2 separate regions of the Mus musculus genome follow, and region 2 is linked to region 1. A link is a contact called in public HiChIP or PLAC-seq data. All regions are on one chromosome and are shown on one strand. Each heading gives the region's core, a stretch centred on a gene start, on an enhancer-like site or on the middle of the called end of the contact. The rest is flanking DNA. Distances are from core to core; before and after follow the strand shown.

The links. HiChIP or PLAC-seq counts read pairs in DNA pulled down with a chosen protein or histone mark.
Region 2: an H3K27ac HiChIP or PLAC-seq map of heart atrium shows a contact between it and region 1, with 4 times the contacts expected there. The contact joins two enhancer-like sites. A contact is called at or near these places in 2 of 484 Hi-C or Micro-C datasets (the HL-1 cell line and cardiomyocytes), 1 of 115 datasets of contacts at active chromatin or transcription factors (heart atrium) and 1 of 9 other capture datasets (embryonic stem cells).

The regions. Positions count from the first base shown.
Region 1 is chr8:127,912,897-127,918,500 of GRCm38.p6, forward strand. No RefSeq gene overlaps it. Among named protein-coding and RNA genes, the nearest start is that of Gm32590, 110 kb to the left of the region's middle. Within about 2 kb of position 2,810, at least 20 of the 459 cell types and tissues checked have an H3K27ac peak or open chromatin away from gene starts, as enhancers often do. A contact at or near this core is called in heart atrium, where this site is marked.
Region 2 is chr8:128,110,090-128,115,693 of GRCm38.p6, forward strand. No RefSeq gene overlaps it. Among named protein-coding and RNA genes, the nearest start is that of Mir21c, 170 kb to the right of the region's middle. Within about 2 kb of position 3,267, at least 49 of the 459 cell types and tissues checked have an H3K27ac peak or open chromatin away from gene starts, as enhancers often do. A contact at or near this core is called in heart atrium, where this site is marked.

The sequences.
Region 1 (5,604 bases), core at 1,560-4,059:
GGGCGACTTCTGTGAATTCTTCACAAAGGTAATATAATGGTAGATGTTGTATGAAATGATTGGTTGGTGGATCCCTGGGTCAGATGACAGTCAAGGAGGCTTTGCCGTCAAAGCAATAAACATACCTTTGTGTCTGAAAAGGGAAGGCGTTTCATGGGGAGGGTTCATAAATGCAGAGATGGATTCTGAGCAAGTTCAATGTTCATTCTAAAATGACTGTAAGAGTCTCATGTTGTCCAAAAAAACCAATCCTAGTGGCTCCTGAGTGATGCAAGAAGGTGATTTAAGAATTCTTACCTGGAAAGAGATGTGGAGCTTGGTAAGAATGTGGCCTTTGGAAAGGGACCATATCTCACCCACTTCAGTATTCTCAATGTACTGTTAGAGAGTTCTCACCATAGAACATAGACACTCAATAGAACATTTGCTGGAGAACTGACTAACACCCTAGGACTCAACAGAATCATAGGGGCAAGCAGCCCCAAGATTGCTGCTCAGGGATTTTAATGTTGAACAATCATGGCTAAATGAGGTGGCATAGGATTAAAAAACAAGTCCAAAGCTGGTACAGTGGGAAATATCTGTTACCTCTGCACTTGGAAGACAGAGGCAGGAGAGTTGAGAGTTTGAGGCCAGCCTGGACTATATAGCAAGACACTTTCTCCAAAAGTCAACAAATAAAAATGGCTAATAAAATTAAATGATGTTTTAAAATAATATGGTTCTCTTCCTCCACTTGAAACAAGGTCTTTCTCTTTAGCCGAGGCTAGCCTCAAACTCCTCATGTTGCTAAAGATGGTCTTGAGCTTCTGGTCTGTAGAATGCTGAGATGACAGGCATGTGCCACTACATTCTGTAATGGCAGTGTTGGCCGTACAACCTGGAACTTCACACAGGTTGGGCAAGCACTCTGCTAAGACACATCCAAAGACTAAAAAATAACATGTTTAAAGGAATTTTTTTCCTCTGATAGGTTTCTCCTTTTCTTTTCTGCTTGATACGTTTTATTCTATCTGGGATGCAGCTGTGTCCTGGTTCCCTCTCCTATGCTAACTATAAGTGGAAGTGCAGGCCCAGGTCTCTAAAGTGGGAGCCCTGGCTCTTTTAAACCAGGGTAAGTACCAATGTGTTAAAGGAGGAAAACCATGACACCACACAACCACAGGAGCTGACACATGTAAAGTCACACCCCTGGGTCCCACTAATGAAGACCAATCCTTTCAATTGGTGTTGTTTCTCCATTGGGTCTATACTCTATGGTGTTCTGATGACAGCTGACCTGGCTGCCTGTACAATAACAGCTGAGCTGGTGGTATACTCCTGAAGTTATGCAACGTTCATTTCTGCCCCAAGCTCACAAGCTTGCAACTGTTTGAAGCTGCTGGATACTACAGTATGTTTCTATCTTTGTGTCTGGCAAGATTTTCTAAGCTCTTAAAATTACTTGCCATTTAGGTAGGCAGGAATCCAGGGAGCGAGGCTTGAAATAAACATGACTACTGGCTTCGTGCTTCCAGTAGCCTGCTGAGGAAATGACCCCTTTTCTTCCTGCTCTTCTCCTTTTGCCTTTGCTTCACTGCCTGTGGTCTTAGCCCTTGTCATTTATTCAGCAATCTGTATAAATTTAACATCAAATGATTAATGACTTCCTTGCCATATTCCAGGAGAAAACTGAGATAAGATTTCTCTGATATCAATAGCATATTTAAAAGTCTAATTTAGGGTGATATGAGTAGCTTTGTGTTCCTTTTGATTTTGTCTTTCCACATCACCTTAAGAGAACTTTTAGCTACTTTCTTCTCTAAGAAGGAGATGGTGGTGATGGGCGAGTAGGAACAGCAAGATGTCCAAAGTGCCCTTCTTTGCCCTGGCCAGACAAGGATATCAACATAACTGACCATGCCAGCAGTGAGATCCCGAGGGCCTGGTCATCATCACTTCTCACACTGGAGGAATTTTATCTGTCCTGCTTCCTGATAGAGAAAGTGAATCCTAAACCCAGTGTTTTTTAAGGTTATGAAAAGACATACTTTAGTTCCCACAAGTAATTCTCTCCTGATACAACAAAACCTACATATTAATAAAGTAAAACCTGGTGTGCAAATATTTTCATAAGCAAGATAACAAGAATGATCACATGCTTTTTACCAAAGCTCCCACCACAGTGGACTGTGCTGAGTGGCTGTGAACACGGTGCTCACAGCACCAGAGAAAGCTGATGGTAAGCACTGGCTCAAGAGTTACATGAGCTGAGAAGCAGTATCTGAGAGGCATTCCCAGCCGGTGTGTGCTGGTACCATCTGATCCCAGTAAGAGTCTCTGTTATAAAAAAAATCAAAGACTATGGTGGGGAGATAGCACAGGCAGGAAAGCACTTGCCTTGTCAATGTGCAGACCTGAATTCCACACCCAGAATTTATATTTTTTAAAAAGGAAAAAATTTAAACATGGTTGCATGCGAGTAACCCCAGAGCTTAAGGGATGGGGAGGTAATGGGTCCCTAGGCTCGTCATTTAGCCAGCTTAGCCTACTGACTGTGCACTAGGACAGTGAGAGACCCTGTCTCAATAAACAAGATAAAGAACTGAGGAATGACACCCGTTGTCAGCCTCTGGGTTGTCCCACAGCACCTGTGCATACTTTAGTGCATATGAATGTGCACTAACACACACACACACACACACACACACACACACACACACACACACACACAATGTCAACTAGCAAATGCTGATGGGCTTATACTGCTGGTAGGAATGTAAATTGGTACAGTCACTGTGAAATCATTATGGAGATTCCTCTAAGACTAAAAATAAAACTCCCATATGATCTAGCTATAGCACTCCAGAAAAGAATCTAAGTCACGCTGCACATTCCTGTTTATTGCTGGCACTACTCAGAAGAGCCAAGATGTGAAACCAGAGTAGATATCCATCAACAGACAACAAAAGAGAATGTGGCATGTAAAGAATACAGAGACCCTGTCATCTGCAATGAAATACATGGAACTGGTCTAGGATCAGAATAAACACTGTGGCAGGAGAGAGACAGAGTGGGAGAGGGAGAGGGAGGGAGAGACGTGGGGGAGGCACAGCAGGATTAATGTATGAGAGAAGCTAGCTGGCAGAGGGAAACTGGAAACCCCATATGACCTGGGCTACAATGTAATAAACAGAACCTGGGACAAAGAATGCAGGAGATATGGTTGCTGTGTAAAACCTTTAAAGATCAGTAGCACTGAGCTTTGGAATGGCTGTCTTGTCAGCTCACTAGTCTCCCTCTACCTAGGGGGGTGCTTTTTAAAAAAATTATAAACAAATTTTCTTCATTTCTATTGCTAGCCATGTGTTCCAGGTACATTTTATTATTAGGAAAATACTGCAACCAGGGCATTTCACTAGGGACACCTTAGATTCTGCAGCTATTCCAGCAGGACACACAGAACAAGTATTATGTATTCTCTCCCTATGTGGAAGGGGAAAGGAGAGAGGGAAGGAAGGAAGGAAGGAAGGAAGGAAGGAAGGAAGGAAGGAAGGAAGGACGGAAGGAAGGAAGGAAGAAACATAGATGAATGACAGGTAAAATAGTGATTGACTAGAAATGATTGTGTTTTGAGAGAAGTATAGACAGTGTGATTAGATTTGATCAGAGTCTTGTAATTGTATGAAACAACTACAGTAAATTCAGCTGATATATGTTAATAAAAAAAAAACTAAAGCTGGGCTGGGGGCGTAACTTGGTTGAATGTTTGTCTAGCATGCATGAAGCTTGGAGTTCAACCCCAGTAGGGCATGAACTGGGTGTGGCATTTGTGCCCTCAGCATTCAAGAGGTAGATATATAAGAGGACCAGGAGTTCAAGTCCCCTCTTGTTTATGGACACAAGAGCTCTTGCAAAGAGGCTGTGTCTGTAAAGGTTGATTGACTGACTCAAACTTCAGTAATGTGGAGAAGTTGGAATTTTGCTAGTCTAGATTCAAATGACCTTGAAGCATTTTTAACCCCTTGATAGACGTTTATTGCTCCTTTGTACACACAAACCTTTCTATGGTGACTATTAGGTAAATGAACAGACCTTTAGTTTCTACCCACCAAAGGGCTAAGAGTGCTGCTAGTTAGCATCTTAGAGTAGAGTGTCCCTTGCATTGCTATAACTCTCCTAAGTGACATACTCATTGATCGATTTGAAAAGTTTGCCTTATGACTTTCTTTTTTTTCTGCAAATATAAAAGCTCATGAAATTGCTGCCTCATTAGAACATCATAGTTGAGATAAACTAAGTCTTTGCTCCCAGGCCATGGTCACTCATATTTGGCTCTAGAACAAACCATGTCTTGTGTTTCTTTTCCGTGAGAGTTCTCTTTCATTAGTACCTACACAGTAAATTGTATGGCAGCTGGAGACTACAAAAAGCACTGTCATTGACAACAACAACAACAAACTTAAAAATAAAAAAGGTAAGAGCAAGATGTAGCCTCTCAGTACGAGCACTCTTTTGCTTTCTGATTGTGGAATAGTATGAAACATATCTGGTCTTTGTCCCTGGTTCCTGTTAGAATTCTTAGATCCCTTCAGGCTTGGCAGTGGTACACATACCTTTTGTCAAAGATAATGAGCCCTTTGCACAGCACCTCAGCTTATGCTAATGAATGTCTTCAGCAGTTCCAGGTGGGTAGGTGGGTCAGGTCACCAGAAAGGTCATATCATTAGTTGGAATTTTCAGCCCCCTCTGGGAAGAGTCCAGGTAGTGCTGGAAATGGAGTTGCATGTGAACACTTGAGTTTTTGAAGTGCTGAATGCCTGGAAGAGCTGGGGACTGACTGGCCAGAGAAGGCACAGAGTCCCCATCCCTATGACATATATTACCTTCCTTTTCATCCAGTGTTTTAGCTGTGTTTTTTATGGCCAACTCTAACAGACTCACAGATGATGTAGGTAACATTTCCCTGAGTTTTGTGAACAAGCTGGCCCAGCAAAGTACTGAGCCAATTCCCTGAGGCTGTGAAAGCCCCAGGGTTGTCTGAAGTAGAAATGGCCTTGTGGGACTGAGGATCATGAACTGAAGTTCCCAAAGGGAAACATTCTGCAAACCCAATTGACTGTGGAAAACTGAATGAAACAAGTTGGAAGCCAAAACCATCTTTGCCTATCTTTGGCCCTTTAGCCACCTACTGGTAGGACTATTATGCAAACCCTCTAGGACTATATGAACAGAGTCCTAGCTTCTACCAACGAAGAATGTCATCAGACAGCATCTGAGCACCATAGCAGAAATTTCCTGCTTTAACCCCCACACACCTGATATTTCCACCACTATATTTTGATAGGGCTGGAAATTCTTTGTTCTACTACTGTGAAAATTTCATGCAATTGTTACCACATTAGAACATGGAATTTGCAGCAACCTGCCTATGATCTGGTATTGTGGGCAGTTGATTTGGATCCAGAATATACTATTTCCTGGTCACTTGGAAGTGAGAGCTGTCTGTCTGTCATTGATTCAGAAGTGGAGTTTCACCACATAGTCTTAGCTGACCTGACTCACTATGTAGGTCAGATGAGTCTTGAGATCTCAGAGATCACTTGTCTCTGCCTCCCTCGAACT
Region 2 (5,604 bases), core at 2,017-4,516, 200 kb after region 1:
ACTCAGGGTTCTGTTTTTCAGGTGACCCAAAATTCAGTCAGGCTGACAGCAAAGATTCACCAAAACAAAGACAAACATTATTTTTCATAGAAAACCGTTCCCTTCCTAAATTTACGTTACTTCAACTCAAAGTGCACTGTTTGACCTTATCATGTCTGAGTTAGACAGTGAGATCTCCTGCCTCAGCTCTCTCCTGGATTTTGCTTATACCAAAGCTATCCTTCCCTGGGCCCATCTCTTCAGACTATTCTCAGACAATTGACTACCTGGTTCCATATATAGAACCAAGACTTTGACTAGACAGTGCACCATACTACACCTCTGCTCTAACTGGCTGTATTAGTTGTTTATCTCATTGCTGTAACCAAACACCTGACAGGAAACAGCAGGATAGAATGATTTATTCTGGCTCACAGTTTAAGAAAGAAATCAGTCCATCATGGCAGGGAAGACTGGGTAGGGGAGTAAGGTATGTGATTATATTAAACTGACAGGAAGATGTGAGGCTGAGACATAAAATCTCAAGGCCTGCCTCCAGTGACTCAATACCTTTAGGAATGCTATACCTCCTATGGAGCCACAACCAGAAACCTTTGGACCATCAGGTAAGGATCAAGTGTTCAAACATAGGAGTCTACAGAGGGTATTTCACATTCAAATGACACCTTGATTTGATATGATATAATTCTTTAATTCAAAGCCATGAATCTCAATATTTTAGAAAGGTGGTTGGGAGGGGAAGGGAGAGAATCTACCCTTCTGTCTTGTCAAAACCCTGCCATTCCTCTTAGTACTGCTGCTCAGATGGCAGTTAGGATAGCTGATTAACACACACACACACACACACACACACACACAGAGAGAGAGAGAGAGAGAGAGAGAGAGAGAGAGAGAGAGACTTGTTATAAGTTGTAACTGTATGGACACAAAGAAAAATCTGCAGAAATTCATTGTTTGGACACACAATAAAATAATTCCTATTAAAACATACAAAATTAGACATGTTTCAAATGCTCAAGCCATGTGGTATCAAGGCTGGACACATCTAATGCTCAGCTTGAGAACCAGGGTCAGAGGATCTGGGCTTTAGGAAAAGCTCTGTAGCAACTGCAGACATCCTTCTGCTGGTCTTCTACACAAGAGAGAAAATGTGAATAGGAATAGGCAGTTTGTCCTTGGCACCAGGCAGTTCTCAGTTTCAGTTCTGACTTTGGTTCTGTCATATTTAGTGCGTGGCTTTCCTTGGTCAGGTAGTTTCACAGCTTCCACTTTCCATCCCATAGCTTTAACTTTCATTATCTGTAAAACGGAAGCAACATGGATGGGGGAGGGGGTGGAGAGGGGGGGTACAGAGGCAAGGAGAGCTCAATTGGCAAAGTGATTGTCTTGTATGCCTGAAGACTGGAGATTGGTCTTCCAAACCCACGTAAAATGTTGAATGTGGAGTGTACAATTATATTCACAAGACTGGGAATCTGGAAACAGAGGGATCTCTGGGACTCACCCACCAAACAACCTTTCCTTGTTAGCAAGCTCCAGATCCCAGTATGAGATGGTCTCAACAGTAAAGGTAGATGGCATCTAAGGAAAGACATGTGAGTTTGTTTTCTAGCCTTAACACACAGATACACACACATATACAAACACACACAGACACACACAGACAAACACAAACATACACAGATATACACACATACACACACATACACACACAGACACACACAGATGTGCACACATACTTATGCACCAGCACACATGTACACACAAAACAGAGGTAATAAAGCAGGCCTTCTTTGAAATACACCTAGTATGACAAATTCATAAGTGTTCAATAAATGCTATTACTTTAAAATTAATAAATATTGTAAGTAGTTGAATGTAGTGGTACACACCCATAATTCTAGCATTTGTGGAGATGAGAAATGATTATTTTGAGTTCAAGACCATTTTGGATTGCATTCTCTCTCTCTCCATATATATGTATGCATATATATATATATATATATATATACATATATACAGTGTGTCTACATATATAAGTACATCTATTTACATATTAATATATAGCATTATGTGTATAATTATATTAAATAGTTTAATGGCATTTAGAATGCCTTTCTTTCTCAATCTATTCGTAGACCCAGAAGGTTAAAAAAAAACTATAAAAGTTTCTAATGTTGGGAGCCAATGAAGTCCTGAGTAAATAAATGTGTTTTGCTAACATGAGCATGGCCATGTCAAGAACCCAGTGTCTCAGACCCATGGGACTAGTAAGGCCTTCCTTCCCTGGGTCAGGATCAGAGGGAATAACAACGTTTTCCTCTTGTCCCAATTTAGATGTTATGAATGACTGATTTTTATCTAAAACCAGTGAACGCAGAAACTATCAACTACAGCTTTCTCCTCCCAAGTGACTGTAACTTGGAACTGCCCCCCTAAGAGACCTCTTACTGAGATTAGCTACATTTCTCCCCTTCCCTGCTGCATGCAGTAAACCTGCCTTTTAGCTCTGGTAATTGGACTGAGTTTCTGGATTACTGGTACATCCCCATCAGTTGCATGGCACACCCAATCCCAGAGTTTCTCTATATAGGTCCGTGTCTAACCTTCCTTCAGTCCCTTGTAGCCCCAAGCAGGATCAATCCCTAAGCTATGCAGGTCAAGGCATTCTATTTATGGCTACACATTTGTCTTTTACTCATTTCCCTTAAATGATGGGCAGTATCTTTACCCAAATAGCTAAATCAACCGGTTCCCTTCCTGATCTGCCTCCAAGCAAGAACACTCTGCAGGAGGAGGGAAACTGCACATTTCTCAGTGTTGTTTCCCAAATGAGCAGTGTCAGATGCAGAATCCACCTTTCTGATGATGACCTTGCCCAGTGAAAATTAAAGACTCATTCATCTAGAGACAGCCAAATGTAAAACTACACTTGTAAAATAACACCTGCCAAGTTACTGCCCTTCAGCGACTTGGCAAACAGTAAGCGGATGAACTCAGAACACTTAGGGATTCAGGCTTTCAGAAGCCATCATCCAAGGTGGTACATGGATCTTTCTGAAAGGAACTTCCTGCTGGATTTCTTTGCTGTGGTTTCCTTCCCACGCACCTGAAGCTCATGAAAGCAAAGAGTACATCTATCATGCAAAGTGGGACTTGTCTGAAATAACTGGAATGAAACCAAAGTTGAATGCTAGGAATGCTCACCACAGATACTGAGCATGGACCCAGGAGATGACTCATTAATATCTGGCACTGGCTCACAGAGGGTCAGAGACAAATCTCATACTCACAGCCTCTGTGCCAAGTCCTGATTGCAGGGTGTTCACTGACAGCCTTCAGCAGCCTCACCAATCTGACTGGAGCCAAAGGTTCCAGCCAGCAAGGTCAGTATGTCCTTCCCTATGTTGCTTTGTCAAGACTCAGAGTGAAGATGACTGGAAATGCTTAGCTAATTGAAAAAAATTCTTTTTATGAGTGTCTGTGGAGGGGGTGGGTCATGTCTGTGTATGGGTGACCTGTTCTATGTGTTTGTGTGTGTATGTGATTGTCAACTTTGGCTGTTGCCTCTATTTTTCTAGACAAGGCCTAGACATCACCAAGTAAGCTGAGCTGGCTGACCCAGGGATCCTACTGTGTTCACCTACTCAGCATTGGGGTTACAGCTGTGTACCTTATGTCTGTTTTTTGTTTGTTTATTTTTACAAGAGTTCTAGGGGGTTTGAACCCAGGTCCTCATGCTTGTATGGTAAGCACTTTAATGACTAAGTCTGCTCTACAGTCTCACTTAGCTCGTATTTAGTGATCTTCTCCTTAAACTATATATACCTTGTATTTCCTATACGATATATAGGGCCCTGGAAACACAGAGCAGAGGTCTCAATCTCCTATCCATCCTTGAAAACATTCTGATCTTCACCATCTATGGTGCCATCTCTAGCCCCATGTCAACTTGACCCAAGCTGGAGTTATCACAGAGAAAGGAGCCTCCCTTGAGGAAATGCCTCCATGATATCCAGCTGTATAGCATTTTCTCAATTAGTGATCAAGGCAGGGAGGGCCCAGCCCTTTGTGGGTGGTGCCACTCCTGGGCTGGTGGTCCTGGGTTCTATAAGAAAGCAGGCTGAAAACTTTATATGCCCCAGTACAGGGGAACGACAGGGCCAAGAAGTGGGAGTGGGTGGGTAGGGGAGCAGCATGGGGAGAGGGTATAGGGGACTTTTGGGATAGCATTTGAAATGTAAATGAAGAAAATATCTAATAAAAAAATTAAAAAAAAAGATATAAAGCAGGCTGAGCACGCCAGAGGAAGCAAGCCAGTAAGCTGCACCCCTCCACAGCCTCTGTATCAGCTCTTGCCTCCAGGTTCTCACCCTGTGTGAAGTCCTGTCCTGACTTCCTATGGTGATGAACAAACAACAGTGTGGAAGTATAAGCTTAATAAAACCTTTCCTCCCCAACTTGCTTCTTGGTCATGATGTTTTGTGCAGGAATAGAAACCCTGACTAAGACCCCTCATCATAGCCTGACAACTTTGTTGAAAGAAATATGTTCATCTACCTCAAGGCCCAGTGGGTTGGTTTTTTTTCTTTCTTCTTTTTCCCCAATGTATAAACTTCAAATGATAATTGTCTTGGTTTAGTTTTTGTTTTGTTTTGCCTCTGAGATAAGATCTTACTCTGTATCCCTAGCTGGGCTGGAACTCACTATATAGAAGGAAGCAGCCTGAAACTCACAGATAACTGCTTGCCTCTGCCTCAGAGTCCTAGGACTAAAGTCACAGGCCACCACACCCAGCCCCAATGCTGTTTGTTCTTTAAAAGAACAAAAATGACTTCTTTGTCTAGCTGTCAAGATGACAGATAACCTGGTTGTGCCAGGAATGCTTCACATACTCTCTGACAGGGGCTTGATCCTCTAAATGTTCCTTCCAAACTCCCAGGTGCGTAGAACTCTGCCTTAGTAGTTCTTGTCTCTTCTGCCATTGGCAGTGTTGATAGTATTTGAAATCTCTTAAGGAATCTATATAAAGTTCCCGTTTATTCCTAAAGTTGAATTTTTGTTTCTTTTGGTCCCTGGAGTCTCTGAAATCAGGGCACATCCTATGGGCCCTTCCTGGCATCTTTCCCACTTCTAACTTAAGGAAGAGCTTTAGGACACCTTGGTATTGAGAGAATCCATTAAATAAAAGCCAGGAAAGGAGGAAGGAAAGCAATTGCCCTGGTTACCACAAGGGCTCTTGGATTGCTACTTTGTATCCCCTGTCTGTTCCTCTACTTCAAGACTAAGAAAGTTAAAAAGGTCATCTGAAATCACAAAACCTCTCCTGTTAGCAATCCATATTAACCCTTCACATGGTCATTCCACTTTACCTTCAGTTGTTTGGAAGCAAATCTGATTTTAAAAGCCCACTGCCCATCAAGGACAAGTAATAGCAGAGAGATGACAACCCATTATGAAACAGCTGACAAAGTAACTGGGGGAGAGAGCTGGGTCCTTGCTCAGAGTCCTGATCATGAAGCATGTGCCCTGAGCAGCCGATGTGTTTATGTATGAAGAAAAATCCAACTTTTGCCACCCAGGATCACTCCATGGAAAAATCAC